Regions from separate parts of the Sus scrofa genome. Here region 1 is linked to region 2. A link is a contact called in public Hi-C data. All regions are on one chromosome and are shown on one strand. The core of a region is the stretch at or near the end of the contact, and the rest is flanking DNA. Distances in the headings are between cores, read along the strand shown.

Evidence for each region. Hi-C and Micro-C count contacts between places; a contact is called where the count stands out from the background.
Region 1: a Hi-C map of fetal skeletal muscle shows a contact between it and region 2, with 2.0 times the contacts expected there. The contact joins two enhancer-like sites. A contact is called at or near these places in 1 of 47 Hi-C or Micro-C datasets (fetal skeletal muscle) and 1 of 2 datasets of contacts at active chromatin or transcription factors (skeletal muscle).

The regions. Positions count from the first base shown.
Region 1 is chr14:105,729,610-105,735,237 of Sscrofa11.1, forward strand. It overlaps PLCE1 (1-phosphatidylinositol 4,5-bisphosphate phosphodiesterase epsilon-1), which reads left to right. Exons shown (of 34, transcript XM_021074008.1): 24 at 3,931-4,062. Among named protein-coding and RNA genes, the nearest start is that of NOC3L, 74 kb to the right of the region's middle. Within about 2 kb of position 3,317, at least 2 of the 83 cell types and tissues checked have an H3K27ac peak or open chromatin away from gene starts, as enhancers often do. A contact at or near this core is called in fetal skeletal muscle, where this site is marked.
Region 2 is chr14:105,539,963-105,545,452 of Sscrofa11.1, forward strand. All of the region lies in intron 2 of PLCE1 (1-phosphatidylinositol 4,5-bisphosphate phosphodiesterase epsilon-1), which reads left to right. Among named protein-coding and RNA genes, the nearest start is that of PLCE1, 120 kb to the left of the region's middle. Within about 2 kb of position 2,144, at least 26 of the 83 cell types and tissues checked have an H3K27ac peak or open chromatin away from gene starts, as enhancers often do. A contact at or near this core is called in fetal skeletal muscle, where this site is marked.

The DNA of each region.
Region 1 (5,628 bases), core at 2,067-4,566, 190 kb after region 2:
AAGTACAAGTGAACTTATGCTATAAATCACTTCCCCTTCAAAAAATTTTCATTTCAGGAGTTCCCATTGTGGCTCAGCGGGTTAAGAACCCAACATAGTGTCCATGAGGATACAGGTACAATATCTGGCCTCACTCTGTGGGTTAAGGATCCAATGTTGTCCCAAGCTATGGCGTAGGTCTCAGATACGGCTTGGATCCAGCATTGCCATGACTGTGGTATAGGCCAGCAGCTGTAGCTCTGATTCAACCCCTAGCCCGGGAACATCCACATGCTGCAGGTAAAGTCCTAAAAAGAAAAAAGAAAAATGTGCATTCCAGTTAGTAAATGGTAGAACTATGATTCTGAAGCTTGTCTGTCTCCAAAGTCCTGCTGTTAACCATAGCACTACACTGCCTCTCTTGTTAGGGTGTGCTGTCAGTGAGCTCATCCTAATGAGGCAGCAGGAGGTGGAGGGCAAACAGAAGTCAGAAAAATTAATCTCTCCTTATTAAGAAGAAAGATTCCCTTACTTACACAAGATTTCTGAGGACAGAAAGGAGATGGAATTGGGGGCATCCATCTAAATGTTAATGAGCAGCATATATGAATTTGGCCTGGAGAGGGAAGTTAAAATACCACCCCTGATTTTTTTCATGATGTTCTGAACGTAGATCCTGACTTGCAGAGGCTTATCTTCTCACTCTGCCCTGCAAAGAGGACACAGATATTGGGCTATTAAAAAATTAGGTCATGGCAGCCTTTTACCCACACCAGAGGGGAAAAAAATCAAATTCCTCAATTTTAAGTTTTCTTCCATAAACTGGTTTTAAACTTCTGATAGCTGCTACTGCTTATCTGCTAGCAAATTCTGTTGAAGAGGATGTGAATGAATAAGTACAGTACAAAGATTTCAAAGAAATGCAAGAACCTAGCATGTAGGTTTAGCTTCACAGATCCTGACTTTGTCTCATAAGTACAATATGACCATACCTGCAGCTTTGAAATTGTTCTTATCATGGGATAAAATCATCTCCCTGTCAAAGAGCCTCGTGACTTGCATGTCCTTTATCACAGAAACAAATGTGAACACCACTTCCACTCACAAATCACACTCACTGCATCTCTTTCTTTGTAAATTCAGCTGCCATTGCACACAAACTATTCCTCTAGGTTTGTCTTTTCTTCTCAAATACTGAGTAAACAAAGAATATAAATTTCCAGAGATATTTGAAGTCATCCTGAGAAATAGTGTCTGTACAGATAGAGGACTATGGAAGGGTCAAAAGGTCATTTGGTCCAGCTTCAGACTTGAAGCATAGGCAAAGCGTGTGGTTGTTTGACTTATTTTTAAAGTTCCAACTATGCTTTTTTTTTTTTTTTTGTCTTTTTTTGTCTTTTTAGGGCCTCACCCACAGCATGTGGAGGTTCCCAGGGTAGGGGTCAAATCAGAGCCAGCCTACACCACAGCCACAGCAACGCAGGATCTGAGCTGCGTCTGCGACCTACACCATAGCTCACAGCAATGCCAGATCCTTAACCCACTGAGTGAGGCCAGGGATTGAACCTGCATCTTCATGGACACTAGTCAGATTTGTTTCTGCTGAGCCACAACAGGAACTCCCAAGTATACTCTTTTTTAAAAATGTTTATATAACACACATTCTTTATAGATATATTATATTTTAATTTTTTTTTAGTAATTGAAGTTTTTTACATTTTTCTTTTCCCAAATTTATTTCCTTTTCTCAAAATGACTAAATCGTGTTACCAGAATCATTGTCCTAACACCTTCTAAATATTTATTGTCATTATGATTTGTTTTGATGCTAAGGAGGAGAATACCATAAAGTGTTCATTTTGCTACACTATTGATTTTCGTTTTAACACATTATCAATTTCAACGCATTTCACCTTTCACCATCCCAAGTCCTTTCCAAGGAGCCACACTGCAAAAATAAATCTCCAGAGCAGTGAGGCACCATGAAGATCATGGGTATAACCTTCCCCAGAAGTCAAGTCACTTCTCCAAGATCACAGGCCTGCTTCAGTGGCAGGGCTTGACTCCTCAATGACCCTGACCAGGCCAGGTCTATAACTTCTCTACTCTTCAGGCTCCTTATCGGTGAAAGAGGCATAATAGTCCTACCTTGCAGAGTTGTTGTAAAAATTAGCAATGAAGTATACCATGTGATTAGCACACTGTCTAAAAAACAGTTGGCTCTTTGGAATGATTGTTGTCATTGATAAACGGGCCAACATGACAGATGAAAGCTCTCTGTTGTTCCTTCACTTATTGCTCTGAGCTTCTCCAGATTCCTTCCCATTTCTTGATTGCCAGCCCTTGTTTACTTGCTTACTTTCCCCCCCACCCTAGAGAACACCCAGGCTCCTCACAGGAGGGCCCTCCTACCCCTGAGGGATGGCAACCTGTGCCAAGGTGCGTGCAAAAACCCTCAAGTAAACACAGCCCCTCACTCCAGCCCCTCACTGGTTTAACTTGGGAGAAAATCCACTATTAAGTCACTCTGTAGGGGGCAAAATGCACATAAGCTAAAGCATGAGAACTTGCCAGTCCAATTTTGTGCATCTTTGCAATTACACATTCTTCAGAGAAAAATATAGAAGCCCCACAACTGCTGCAAACTGAGCGTTTTCTCTGAACACAACATTCTATTAAGGGGGTAGATATACATTTTCTCATTTAATCCTAACCACAACACTTTTGGAGATAAGGAAGAGTTGGTGAGAGAGATTAAGTAACTTATATGAGGTTACACCACAGGGAACAGGGTTTAAACTTAAGTCTACACTCTTATTAAACACTGCTTTATCCTGACTTTTCTTTTTTTTTTTTGTCTTTTTGTCTTTTTTGTTGTTGTTGTTGTTGCTATTTCTTGGGCCGCTCCCGCGGCATATGGAGGTTCCCAGGCTAGGGGTTGAATCGGAGCTGTAGCCACCGGCCTACGCCAGAGCCACAGCAACGTGGGATCCGAGCCGTGTCTGCAACCTACACCACAGCTCACGGCAACGCCCGATCGTTAACCCACTGAGCAAGGGCAGGGATCGAACCCGCAACCTCATGGTTCCTAGTCGGATTCGTTAACCACTGCGCCACGACGGGAACTCCTATCCTGACTTTTCTGATGATATTCTTGGAAGGTTTATTTTCCTCTCAGAGTGGACCTCCTGAATGATGCTTCAGCTAAAGGAATTACTTTCTAATGATACAGTTGTAGACTGTGGGAACGATTTGGAGGCAACTCTGACTTCACTGGTGCCTCTAAGTCACACTTCCTGCACTGGAGCCCCATCTGTATGGTGTGCGTTCATTTCCTCATTCAGCAATTATCTGTGAAATTCCTGCTGTGTACAGGGCACTGTGCCAGGGAGTGGTTGGACCAAGAGTGAGAAAGAAAAGCCTGGAAACATAATTATCATCATAATATGGTTCCCATTTAATCCTGGGATTAACCCTGTGAGCAAGTTCCTATCATTGCACCCATTTTGTAGATAAAGAAACTGAGGATGAAGAAAGTAGATGTTAAATCAAAGCTCACACAAGCAGGAATTGATCCTAGATAATAAGGATACTACAGCTCAGGCTCTTGGCTATTCTTTCATCTCTCCAAATTGTGTGATAAGGTTCTGGAGCACATTCTTTTCATGTACTTTTTCAAAATCTTCCTGGTGTACAATCAGGTGGGTGAGAGTGTGATTTTGTGGTCATTCTATAATCATCACGCAGGTCTGGTCACATTTGCCTACAAAGATAAAAACTTTGTTGTCATCCCCTACAATGCTATTATTAACGGTGCGAAAAGTATTAGTAGATCTTCAAGGGAGTTTGTGGGAATAGTAGGACTTGAAAATAAACATTAACAGGGATGGAAAATGTTGAGTTCCCTTGCTTGCAGTTTTTGGCTTATTTATTTTCATTTTATGGGAACAGGCCTGTCAACTCTAAATGCATCTGGCTCTAGCAGAGGAAAAGAAAGGAAAAGCAGGAAGTCCATTTTTGGCAACAATCCGGGCAGAATGAGCCCCGGGGAGACAGCATCATTTAACAAAACATCTGGAAAAAGTAAAGTCACCTTCTGACCATAGCTTTGCTTGATTCTGCATGCTGGAGAATTCTGGTATTTCACTGTCTAAGCACTTCCCTGGAACTTTTTTAATCTTTTTTATTTTCATGAATGTATCATGGTATCTAAATGTGGTATAAATATTTTTAAATTAGGAAATTACCCTCCTAACTTCCAAAAAAATAGCATTTCACTGAAGATGTTCTAATAGTGTTTGCCTCAAAAGTAAAAATTGGAGCCACCTTGGAACCTTCTCGTGGTTCCTGGAACTTCGCTCTTCACTATTTTAACTCCAGAAGATATATCCATTTTATTTCTAATTACTTTTTATTGTCAAAGTAATAAATTCTCATTGCTAAAAAACTCAAAACAATACAGAGTATTATTTAAGTTTCTTTCCACTCACATCGTCCCAGTTCTACTCCCCAGAGGTAACTGCTGTTAAGTTTATTGTGTTTAGTTGAAGAAAAATAAGATCCTTTTTAAGAAAACCCAAATGGGATATAACCAAACATTACTTTTGTAGTTTTTATACTTGCTATAACTTTTCACATAGCTTTCTGCACATAGATCTACCTTATCCTTCTTAACACCCCTATATTATTCCATTGTGTAGATATGCTATCGTTTATTTAACCTCTTCCTCACTGGTAAAATTTTTGGGTTGCTTCATAGATTTTTTTGGTTGCTGCTTTTTTTTTTTTTGCTATAAATATTTCTAGACTGAATTACCCTTGTACATATATTATTGTGTATTTGTGTAAATATATACACAGGATAGATGGGGTAGGGAGGCAAAGGACTTTCGGGCTTTTAATTTATGTTTTAATTTTTTAATTTATTTTATTGAAATACAGTTGATTTACAAGGTTAAAATTTACAATTTTATTGAAATACAGTTGATTTACAAGGTTAAATCAACTGTTCATTTCTGCTGTACAGCGAAGCAATTCAGTTATAGGTACATATGCACTCTTTTTCATATTGTTTTCCATTATGGTTTATCACCATATTGAATATTGAATATTGAATAGAGTTCAGGATATTGAATAGAGTTCCCTGGGCTATACAGGAGGACCTTGTTGTTTATCCACCCTATATATAATAATTTGCATCTGCTAATAGCAAACTCCCAAATTAGGCTTTTAATTTAAATTGATGTTGTTACACTCATTTTAAAACCCAGTATCTGGGGAGTTACTCTTGTGGCTTAGCAGTAACAAACCTGACTAGTAGCCAAGAGGACATGGGTTCAATCCCTGGCCTTGCTCAGTGGGTTAAGGATCCAGCATTGGTCACCTTGAGCTGCAGTGTTGGTCACAGACGTGACTCTGATCTGGTGTTGCTGTGACTGTGGTGTAGGCTGGTGGCTATAGCTCCAATTTGAGCCCAGCCTGGGAACTTCCATATGCCACAGATGCAGTCCTAAGAAGAAAAAAAAAATTAGTCAGAGTTCCCTGATGCCTCAGCGGGTTGAGGATCCAGCATTGTCGTTGCTGTGGCTTTGGTTATTGCCATGGCACAGGTTCAATTCTTGGCCCAGGAACTTTCACGTGCCTCAGTTC
Region 2 (5,490 bases), core at 894-3,393:
TTTTCCCAGTCCCTTGCAGTTGTACCAATGTGCTATGTTTCCAACGATGCTAAAAAATAAGCAATGTTGTTTTCATTTTCTTATTTTTATTTTTTGCTTTTTAGAGCCGCCTCTGCAGCATATGTAGGTTCCCAGGCTAGGGGTCAAATCAGAGCTACAGCTGCCGGCCTACACCAATAGCAACTCGGGATCCGAGCTGTGTCTTTGACCTACACCACAGCTCACAGAAATGCCGGATCCCCTACCCACTGAGCGAGGCCAGGGATCCAACCCTCAACTTCATGGTTCCTAGTCGGATTCAATTGCGCTGTGCCACAATGGGAACTCCAGTGGTGTTGTTTTTAAATTTTTATTATTTTACTTTATTATTATTATTATTATTATTATTTTATTATTTTAATAATATTAATAATGATGTCTTTGTATTCCTATAGTTTGCATTTCTTTGGTAACTAGTGAAGAGCACAATGTTTATACTATCTGCTGTCCTGGAGGAATTGTCTTTTTTTGTTGTTCATCTCCTATCACAGATGAAGACAGTACAGGTCTGGGGAGTTTAAGTGATCTGTCTAAAGTCACACAGCTAGTTGTTGAAAGGGCCAAGGACAGAACACTGGCTCTTACCAACTCTCCATTCCTCTGCCTTGCACTCAGCTCTCAGAGCCCCCAGTCTGGCCACCTCCAGGGGCTGTCTAGAGGGAAGAAAGAACGGAACAGGCAGCTCCTTGAATAAAGCATCCCGCCATGAAATATCTTCCTACAAAGAGCCCTGGAATCTCTTCTGATGAATAATAGGCAAGCACTCAGACACACTTTAAAATAGCTGGTTTGTTTTGCAATCTTAAAAGAAAAAAAAAAAACACCGCAAAGAAGAAAAATAGTAGAGGAGGCAGATAGCACATTTTAAAAGAGTTCTCACTGGAAATTTTAAAAGCAAATAGAAAAACCAGCTAATAAGCTGCCCAGCACAACCCAAAGATGAATACACCTGCGATCTCACCGGGGCACTTGGGGACATGAACAGCTCTTCTTGTGAAATCCGCTGTTTAAAGAGCACTGACTGCCGGGCACCATGCTGAGTGCTTCTTGACTATTCTCACTTATTCCTCACAAGCACCTGATAAGACAGATGCTGTCATTTTATCACCATTTTATAGACAGACAAACTGAGGCTTAGAGAGGTTCAAAGATTTTTTTCAAGGTCACAAGTTAAGAAGTGTCAAAGTTGGAGCTTGAACTGGGGCCCGAATCCAAGGTTTACTCTTAATTACTTGTGCTGCCAGATACCCTGAGGTCTTGTCTTAGTTGGCCTTCACGATGGCAATCCATATGAAAACAAATTATCCCAGCCACTTTGTTTTTGTTTTTTTCCTAATGATTTTTATTTTTTCCATTATAGCTGGTTTACAGTGTTCTATCAGTTTTCTACTGTACAGCAAAGTGACCCAGTCAGACATACATGTATATATTACTTTTTCTCACATTATCATGCTCCATCATAAGTGACTAAATATAGTTCCTAGTGCTATACAGCAGGACCAGCCACTTTGAATAATAGGTACTAATCCAGAAAACAGCACCCAAAAGACCAGTTGTTCAAGACCATTCTTCATTTCCGGTAATTGCAGTAATGGAGGCTCAAGAAGTTCATTTCTTTATTGTAAGTAACAACTTGAAGTGTTGGAGGTGAAATGACCTAAACTGCAGTATTCAAGCTATGTTGTCTTACCTGAACTATCACCCTTTCCCCCTACTATGTGTGTGTACATGTGCACATACACACACACACCCTCAATCCCTCACACACTGGAACAGCTAAGAATAAAATTGGTTCAAATAACTCAAGGAAACAGTTGGTTGAAATTACAGACTCTGAGGCTGGTGGGCACCATGCCAAAGCATTCTAATTTCGTCTCTACCAACAAACTCATATCTTGTTTTTAAAGAGAAGAGTAATTTTGATTTCAGCAGTCCTGGCAGGAGATTTTTCTATGTAAATTCCTCCCAGCCCTTCCTAAGGAAACACAAAGTACAGCTGATCCTTGTCTTGTCTAATGTATGACTTTCCTTGGTACTTTTATGTGTGAGTAGCATGAGCAGAGAGGAAGTGTCCTTTAAGAGAACCAGTGTGCGGCTGCTCTCAGCTGCCTGGTGTTGCCTCTGGCAACTAAGATTTATTTTATAAACACATATATAGTGATTACTGTACATCAGGCACTGTTCCAAACAACGTGGGAATAGTAACATCCTCATCACAACGCTGTGAGGGGGAAACAGAGGCAGGAAGGAGCCTAGTAGTTGTTTGCTCAAAGTCACTTAGCTAGGGGTTGGCGAGCTGGGATCAAGGCTCAGGCATCCTGGCTTCGGTGCCCACTACTCGTGGGTAATAGAAAGTTACAATTTCTTCTAACAAAGAGTTGATTATCCTCATGCAGGGCTTTTCTCACACAGAGAGTAAGCCTGAAGTTCACGCATTCCATGACCCTGGAGGGGAAAAAAGAACCAAACTCCAACAAGCAATGGGAAATGAGTCAGAGTCTGTTTACTTTGGTGATTTATTCTGTGAGAGTGATCTGTTGAATGAATGGACAAATGAAACGGCTTTTTGCAGCTTCTGTTTTGCCACTCTGATATTCAGTAATTTATTTCTTTTGCTCTTCCAAGCCATCTCATTGAAATACCCACAAGTTCAGATATTACATTTTATAATTCACCTTCAGCCCCTGTCTGCATCAGGTACAGTGGACTCAACTGCATCTCACCCCTTGTGCATTTGACCTCTTCCTCTAAAAATAAGGGCCAGGTGAATGTTCATATTCTTTATAGAACAGATGATGGCTTTATTGGATGAGTATAGTTTATACTTTAGAACAGCTGCATGTGTGGGAAGAAATGAGTTGAGTAACCTGTTTTCAAACCTTGACATGTACATTTGGCTTAAATTCAATATGTGCTTTCTCAAAAAGGAAGTGAATGTAAACAGTCTTCTCATACATTATCCTGCACATCTGAATCCTGTGTTTTAAAGGTTTCTCTTTTGACTCTGGTACAGAATACGCTGGTAATAGGAAGGGAAGTCCCCTCCATTTGCCTCAGTGGGATGACATGAAAACTCTAGAATGTTAGAGTCGACAGGGGCCCTGGAGATCATCAGGGGGGACAGTTCATTTTATATGAGGATTCTGAGGCCCAGAGAAGTTTCATTCTCCAGAGCCCCTCCAGTCAATGGTGATAAATGTGGGACTAGAACCAGGTCACCTAAATGCAGGCCAAGTGAGTTGGCCGGTGCTGAGATGAAACTCTAAAAAGCTGATGTTCGGAGGTTCTCTGACCCACAGCTCCCAGCCTGACCCCTCCAGGCTCAGCCACCTCGCCAACACTGGGATTTCCTGCCTGTCCACTCAGGCTTTGGATACCTCTTCTGGACTCCGGCCTAGAATCCCTTTTGTGTATCAGGCCCTCGTGGCCCAAACAATGCAGTGGCCTCCTCACTGACAGCCCTGGTCTTCCTGATCACCTCCCCCCAAACACACACAAAACGCTTTTAAGACGCATAGTCATCATACCCAGAAGGCCAGTCTTGATTACATCAGACCGTTTCCAAAATGCTGTTGTTCATTTCATTCACTGGTGTGTCCCAGTCATGTAGAACGGTATCTGGCACGTGAAGGCACACAATATTTTTTCAGTGAATAAATGACTCTTCAGTTCTTACTGAATAAATTGATTTTCACTCCTTAGCCCAGTGTTTGAGGCCCTTTTTAATACGTCACTAATCTTTCTTTCCCCACCTTTTTCCCTTCTTTCTTCTGGTAATTTTTTTTTCTTTAAGATATATCCTTTTTTTAGGCCAATAATTTATGGAGTATTCGCTATATGTCAGGCCTTTTCTAACCTCTTTGTGTGTGTTAACTCATTTAATTGGCACAACAACCCTATAATATGAGTACTGTCATTATTGCCATTTTACAAATGAGGAAACTGAGTCACAGATTAAATTACCTGTCACTTCTAGGATGAGGCAGAGCTGGGATTCAAACTTGGATGGTACAGCTTCACACCACATGTGTATAACCACTGTACTATAGCTAGCTTTCCTGTTTATTTTTCATTACAAATTCCCACAGTCTAGAAATACCTAAAGTAAAAAGTGACAATTGTCCTTCTTGCCAAAAAATTGAAATAATCCATATGTATCCTCTTAGATAGCTTTCTTATGTTTACATAAATAGTTACATAACTTTAAAACTAAAAATGGCTCATATTTTATATATATTACAACTTGCCTTGTTCATGTCCTGTATTTTTTTAGATCTTTTCATGTTAGTGCATATATTGCTACCATACTCTTTTTCACTGTTGCCTGCTATTCACTGTGCAGCTACACCATAATTTATTCAGTCAGTCGCTTCCTAAAGGAACAGTGCCAGAATGAACATTTCTGAACATCTCTGTGCAATATTAATATCTCTGTAAGTTCAGATTCCTAAAAAATGTGGTTGCTGAATTTTTAGGATATATACACTCAAAACTGCAATGAATGTTGATAAACTGTCCCCTTGAAAAGTTGTGCCAATTTATCCTTCTGCTAATAGTTCCCTGTGATTTTTCTTACCTCCAAGTACAAGGTCAGGAAGTAAGAGCTAGCTAGCTCCCTTCCTGACAGTTCCTATCCTCTCTGAGAATGCCTCTTCACTGCTTCTCGTGCTTCTCTTTCTGCAGAAGAAAGTTCTTTCTTCTTTCCACACTGCTTGACTAAAATCAAACCCTCCCTGCTCGCTCACTTCTCACTTCTGTGGGCTTTCTCTGCCTCTGTCTCTCCCTCCGTCAGTTATGCAACAACCTAATAAAGATCCTCATTCAGGCCAATGTTTCTTTGTTACAATTTTCCTAGCAAGGGAACTTGGAGACTACATAGAGAAGAGTGAACTTAGTGTTCCCGGCTGTGATGATGACAGGTCCCATGGTGCTAGTTGGGGTGACGCTTGCAATTTTGTGGTATCAGTATTTGGCTGGGTAGGTAAAGATGACCTCGTCATCTTGCCCAGCCTTATTTGGAACACAGCAATGACTGTGATTAAGAAAGGAACAAAGCAGAGTTCCCATCGTGGCACAGCGAAAACAAATCCAATTAGGAACTATGAGGTTGCAGGTTTGATCCCTGGCCTCGCTCAGTGGGTTAAGGATCTGGCGTTGCCATGAGCTGTGAGCTGTGGTGTAGGTCCCAGACGCGGCTCAGATCCTGTGTTGCTGTGGCTGTGGCTGTGGCATAGGCCGGCAGTTATAGCTCCGATTTGACTCCTGGACTGGGAACCTCCATATGCCGCGAGTGCGGTCCTAAAAAGCAAAAAAAAAGAAACAAACAAAGGGTTACGTGAAAGGAAAAACTAGAAAAGAGCCTTTAAATGATAGAGATGGAAAAGGAAGGATAAAGGCCCGATGCTCGCTGACCCTCTCCTTTATGCCACCTCCCTTGCTGGTCCTTTACAC